Regions from separate parts of the Mus musculus genome. Here region 2 is linked to region 1. Evidence: chromatin contacts called from public Hi-C data. All regions are on one chromosome and are shown on one strand. Each heading gives the region's core, a stretch centred on a gene start, on an enhancer-like site or on the middle of the called end of the contact. The rest is flanking DNA. Distances are from core to core; before and after follow the strand shown.

Region 1 (3,095 bases), core at 435-2,934:
TCTGTGGGGATAAGAGATGGGCATTTGTAGTTTGAGTTCCTTTTGGTGAGTCAAATGCACATCAGACTTGAGGGGTTGGAAGGGAGGTCAAGTTTATCTGGCTCTTGGGGGCTGCACACACCGCTCTTCCTATGTAGACGCTCTTCCTGTAGGTCTTTCCATGGTTGGATTTTTCACTCAGGACTCAGATCAGATGTTACTTCCTCAGGAAGTTCTTTCTCGATGACTACAATCTCAACACCCCCATGTTCGCCACAGTGCTTTACTTATTTTCATTGGGGATTTGCAATCCTTGCACACCCCTATTTATGTTATTGTCTGTATTGCCATGACTTTTTTTTAAAGATTTATTTATTATTATACATAAGTACACTCTAGCTGTCTTCTGACAGAAGAGGACATCGGATCTCATTACGGATGGTCATGAGCCATCATGTGGTTGCTAGGATTTGAACTCAGGACCTTCGGAAAGGGCAGTCAGTGCCATCTCACCAGCCCCTGCCATGGCTTTATCCTTGGCACCTCAAAGAAGTCCAGAGCACACAGAAGTGTTTGTTGTATGTGAATGAAAGAGAAGGTAAAAAGGTCTGGATTCTTCCTGATTTCTTTTGAACTAGATCTATTCAAATGTATTCCTTTCAACCAGATTGTAAATCAAACGTGCTCCGTTATGCAAGTGAGTTGGATCATCTGCTAAAAATGAATAAGTTGATTTCTAAATTTATTGCATCGAGCTCAACTCTCTCCACAGGAACTGTATATTAAATCTTGCGCAAAGCCAGTAATGCCTTGATGTATTTTTATGCTGCGTCTTAGCTGGAAAGCAGTTTACACAGTAGGGCATCTGGGAATGGCTAGCACAGAGTTGCAGTGGAAGGCGAAAGCCTTGATTTCTCAGGGAGGAAAGGGCTGATCACCTCTTGCGTTAACAGATGTGGCAGAACTGGGAGTTTTAATTTCAAATAGAAAAAAAGGACTTGAGATAAATACCTTGTTTTTCAGAAGTTAGTTCAAGCAAATGTGGCAAAACCTTTGGCTGTTGGCCAGATGTTGCTTGAATTAAAGGAGACAACAGAACGAAACTTGCTAAACAGGTAGGTGAATTAAGAGCACAGATGTCTCTAAGTCACTCACCAGTTACTTCTGAAGCGTACTATCTGTGAAAACACAACACAACATCTGTTGCTGGGGGAGGGGGAAGGCTTTCCAGATTCTGACGTCAGGGGACTTATTTCCTCACAAGTAACTAACCTTTGCCGGGAGCAATAGGTTGGGTTCAAGTACAACCTGTTTTTCAGGCAACAGCCATCCTCTTTTCCCTTTTGCTCACTAAAACCAATTTTGTATTTGAATTAACGGCTGAAATGTAACTGGCACCTCGGCAGGGAGACAGTCCGACGCACAGTCTTGAGAACAAGAATCAGCAGTCTCTAAGTTGGAGGTGGCGGCTCAAGAACACCAAAGGCACAGGGGACGGGAAAGGAGAGCAAGGAGAAGCCGGAGCAGCGTTGACTCCTGGGAGTGGTAGTTCGTTGCTGGGCGGAGACCTGGAGCTCTCGCCGATCTTTGCACTACATTACCCAGCAGGCCTCGCGCAGCGGCTGAGTCGCTGCGGAGTGGGTGCTTGGTGATGAGCTACCGCGGGGGAGGGGGCGGGGAGCGGAGGAGCAGCTGCAGCGGCCTCGGGGAGTGGTTGACATCTGGCGTCTCCGAGGGAGGAGGGGGACCTCGAGTGAGCTGCAGCCAGGGCCTGGCGTTCGCCGCGCCACCTCCAGATCACTCTTTCCCCGCCTCGACGTCCGCCATGGCAGCGCGTCCGTCCGTCGCCGGCCTCTCCGCTCGCCGTGGCTCCGGCTCCCCGGAGCGATGAGGAGGCGGTAGTGGCGTCCCAAGGCCCGCTCCACCAGCGACTCGGTCGCCCCGGCCGGGGGCAGGTCTGAGGGCCGGTCCCGTCGCGGCCCGCCCCCGCACCGCCAAGTTCCGCCCCCTGGGGGCGCTGCCCTCGGGCACCCGCGGTCCATGCCGCCCCGCCGCTCTGCCGCCCGCCGCTGAGCCCGCGCCCACCCCCCAGCTCTCAAAATGTGGCACAACGTGGGGCTGACCCTGCTGGTGTTCGTGGCCACGCTGCTGATCGTCCTGTTGCTGATGGTGTGCGGTGAGTGGGGGGTAACGCCGGGGGCGGTCGGGAAAGCTCGCGTGGACAAGTGTCCACGGTGATCACCTCGGTGGTCTCGGTGGCCACCGGGCTCCCAAGACCGAGTTTAGAGGAGTCATGCCTCTTGCTCAGGGCAGGTCGCCCGGGCATCACGAACCTTCAGGCTCAGCGAACCTTCAGGTCTGGCATCCTGACTCGAGGTAGAAGCACGTTTCTGCTTCCCCGGCAGGTTTGTCCTTGGTTGCCATAATGCCACAGCCTACCCAGATCTTTCACCGTGGCCTGTATTCGAAGGAGCAGTGATCGGTTTCATCTTTTTATTTGGATGTTCTGAACCTAGTGAGAGATTTCATCACCTTTTGGGTTTCCAGCGCACGTGAAGCTGTTTGTTTACTTCCAAGTTCAGGCTTTAACCAAATTCCCAGCCTACTTGATAATGGGCAGAGCCAAAAAAAAAAAAAAAAAAAAAAAAAAAAAAAAAAAACACCACTGGCGGTAATAAACTTCCAGGGTCAGGGAACCTTATCTTGGTTCTGCTGTCCTGGGGCTGTTTGGTCTGCTGCTGTGTACTTCTCTTCCCAGGAGGGAAGGAACGTTAAACTGTTCTCATGGCGTGTTTTCCATCCCTCTTAATTCGTTATGCACATAGCTGATAACCACAGGTCTCAGCCAGGAGACTGAACAATTGTGAGAGTTTGGAGAGTATTTCAAATAAATGACAGTAAGCACTGGTATTTAGAAGACCAAGTATGGGTTTGAAGTGATGGAGTATTGGGTTAAAATTTTATAAATACTGTAAAGCTTATTCTTACATAGTTAATGCTCAGTCCAGTAGCTATATTTGGAAAGATATGCACTTACATATTTAGACACCTATATGTGTATTTAAATTTTGTCAGTAATGCTGACTGAACCGAAGGCTTCACATATGCTCAGCACA
Region 2 (3,095 bases), core at 263-2,762, 850 kb after region 1:
TTTGAGATGAACCTAAGATGTCTTTCTTTGTCAAGAACCAGAAATGAGCCTCAGATCGTCCTTGTCACACTCACTGTATTATGTCGTCTCAGCTTGCTCCCTCCTCTTGTTCTTTAGCTCAACACAAGGGATTCCTCCCCGGTGGGTCACTTGGTGGCCCTCTAGGCCCCAGTGCTGTGATGTAGCCAGTGCTGTGATGTAGCCGGTGCTGTGATGCAGCCGGTGCTGTGATGCAGCCGGTGCTGTGATGCAGCCGGTGCTGTGATGCAGCCGGTGCTGTGATGCAGCCGGTGCTGTGATGCAGCCGGTGCTGTGATGCAGCCGGTGCTGTGATGCAGCCGGTGCTGTGATGCAGCCGGTGCTGTGATGCAGCCGGTGCTGTGATGCAGCCGGTGCTGTGATGCAGCCGGTGCTGTGATGCAGCCGGTGCTGTGATGCAGCCGGTGCTGTGATGCAGCCGGTGCTGTGATGCAGCCGGTGCTGTGATGCAGCCGGTGCTGTGATGCAGCCGGTGCTGTGATGCAGCCGGTGCTGTGATGCAGCCGGTGCTGTGATGCAGCCGGTGCTGTGATGCAGCCGGTGCTGTGATGCAGCCGGTGCTGTGATGCAGCCGGTGCTGTGATGCAGCCGGTGCTGTGATGCAGCCGGTGCTGTGATGCAGCCGGTGCTGTGATGCAGCCGGTGCTGTGATGCAGCCGGTGCTGTGATGCAGCCGGTGCTGTGATGCAGCCGGTGCTGTGATGCAGCCGGTGCTGTGATGCAGCCGGTGCTGTGATGCAGCCGGTGCTGTGATGCAGCCGGTGCTGTGATGCAGCCGGTGCTGTGATGTAGCCGGTGCTGTGATGTAGCCGGTGCTGTGATGTAGCCGGTGCTGTGATGTAGCCGGTGCTGTGATGTAGCCGGTGCTGTGATGTAGCCGGTGCTGTGATGTAGCCAGTGCTGTGATGTAGCCAGTGCTGTGATGTAGCCAGTGCTGTGATGTAGCCAGTGCTGTGATGTGCCATTGGTGTTGAAGTGGCTGGGAGTGTTGCCCTAAGACCTGGGCTTAGAACTTGACCTCGAGGGGTGAAGTAAAGATCTCGTTACCACATCTTTGAAAAAAATTGTGGTTTTCATTATTAGAAAAACTGCATTTCCTGTAGCTGGATTAAATGCCTTTATATTTTGCAGCTTTAAGGATTTCATTTTAAACTACATGTGTATTTACATGCCGGTTTGTGGATATGTGTATAGGTGTGCAGATGCCCAAGTGGGTAAGAGCCGTCAGATGCCCTCGAACTGGATTTACAGATGACGGTGAGCCTCCTGACATGAGTGCTAGGAACCAACCTCAGGTCTTCTGCAAGTGTTCTGTGCTCTCAACCACTGAGCCCGCCCACCCGACTCCAGCACCCGCCCCGCAGACCAGGAGACTTTCCGTGCAGCTGCTTTAGTCCACATGTCCTCAGAGGTGGCAAGGGAGGCAGTCTCTGCAGTGACCTATTTCCCTTGGTGTTTCAGAACGGAGTGTGAGAGACAAGGGGCATGGCTTGTTACTGATCTCTACTGTGGTGTGTGGACAGGACTGTTTGGTGCTCTGTCTAGTCAAATTGTACTGAGTCTTAAAAAAAATTGTATTCTTACTGACAGTTTCTGGTTCACTGGAAAGTTGTGTTTCCTGTTGTAAGGTTTGTGGAAGGTCAGAGCAGCAGCAGCAGTAGACAGAGGTGAACAGTGAGGAGAAGAGGCCCATGGGAAGGGGAAGCACCAAGTTCAGTGAGTTCGCCATGCTGCGTGCTGACAGAGCATACAGTGCCTGCCTGTCTCCTGTGGAGAGACCAGCAGAGGAGTCCCAAGCCCTCCCTCACTAGGCACTGGCTCACAGTGAAGAGGCTCTCAGGGGCTTAGAAAAGGGAGAACCTTGCCTTGACTACAGCCAGGGAGGCAGCAGGGTGCTGCAGCTGAAGGTTATGTGTGTATGTATGGAGAGAGAAGAACAACGACTTTCCTTTTGCGGCCCTATCAACTCCCCTGCGATGAGGAAGGCATGGGAGTGTAGGAGAGAAGCCGCTGTGCTGGCCCGTGGCTTTCAGCCTCAGCACAGATGCAGGGGGTGAGCATCTTGATACCAGCACACTACTTGTTGGCTATTTAAGGGCAACATTATTTTTTTCTCTGATCAAGCTTCTCACTAGAACAGTAACATTTAAGGGGCGTACATTTTCATTAACCTCACGCAGAAATGTGAGCCCCCAATGGTTAGTACCAGGAAAATGGGTCATCTTGCCTTTTCCTGTCCAAGGAGAGAGAACTGCACTTGAAAGCTAATGACTTTTGTGTTCTCATAGCTCTCAGCTCTCAGCAGTGCATAAAAAGTGCCTGTTTGGCATTCATTTACTTATCTGTCAATGTTGGTGGCAGTCTGAAGTGTTCTATAGTGTTATACTTGGTTCAGTCATTTGCCTGAGGAGCCCCTAAAAACTAGCTTGATCCGAGGGTTTGTGCTTTAGGAAGAACAGTATGATGTCCCTTGCTCCCTTCATGGCAGAAGAAATGACACTGTGTTCATCTATATTCATTGAAGAAGAATTGGAAGGTCATATACTCACAAGAATCGGTCATTCATAATAGTTCATGTATATATGTATATGTGTATATATATATATGAAGCTACATGTGCATCTATACATAAACATTTACACATATTTGTATAAATATGTACATATGTGTGTAAATGTGTAAAGTGTGCAGCACAGCTGACATGGTGTGGTATGGCACACTTTTCTGGTTTCCCACACTGTTCCTGATGACTGCTGTTTCCAGTGCTACTACAGTGGCCACATGGTGCTGTCACATGACCATAGTAACTGGCTGTAGCTAGGTGATTTCATTGTATCTGATTGACACTGTGGAACCTTTGCTATTTCCCCTCCTTTTATAGTTAACATACATGATTTACTGAGGTGCATTTTTTTTATTAAAAAAAAAATCACTTTTCTTTTCTTCTTCATTAGAATTTGAGCATTTGGGGCTGGCAGACGTTTTTGTTGTTGCTTTTAATAATATCTGTCTTGCAATAACTTCAAGGAAAAATTACCATCTTAAATACTAGATTT

The links. A called contact is a pair of places that touch in the nucleus more often than the background predicts.
Region 2: a contact with region 1 is called in a Hi-C map of regulatory T cells, with 7 times the contacts expected there. The contact joins the enhancer-like site here to the promoter of Smim13 in region 1. A contact is called at or near these places in 1 of 39 promoter capture datasets (cranial neural crest), 1 of 484 Hi-C or Micro-C datasets (regulatory T cells) and 3 of 115 datasets of contacts at active chromatin or transcription factors (double positive thymocytes, microglia and pancreatic cancer cells).

The regions. Positions count from the first base shown.
Region 1 is chr13:41,248,160-41,251,254 of GRCm38.p6, forward strand. Smim13 (small integral membrane protein 13) reads left to right here and starts at 1,685. Exons shown (of 2, transcript NM_001135577.2): 1 at 1,685-2,155. The coding sequence starts at 2,080.
Region 2 is chr13:42,094,514-42,097,608 of GRCm38.p6, forward strand. All of the region lies in intron 2 of Hivep1 (human immunodeficiency virus type I enhancer binding protein 1), which reads left to right. Among named protein-coding and RNA genes, the nearest start is that of Hivep1, 44 kb to the left of the region's middle. Within about 2 kb of position 1,513, at least 114 of the 459 cell types and tissues checked have an H3K27ac peak or open chromatin away from gene starts, as enhancers often do. A contact at or near this core is called in double positive thymocytes, microglia and regulatory T cells, where this site is marked.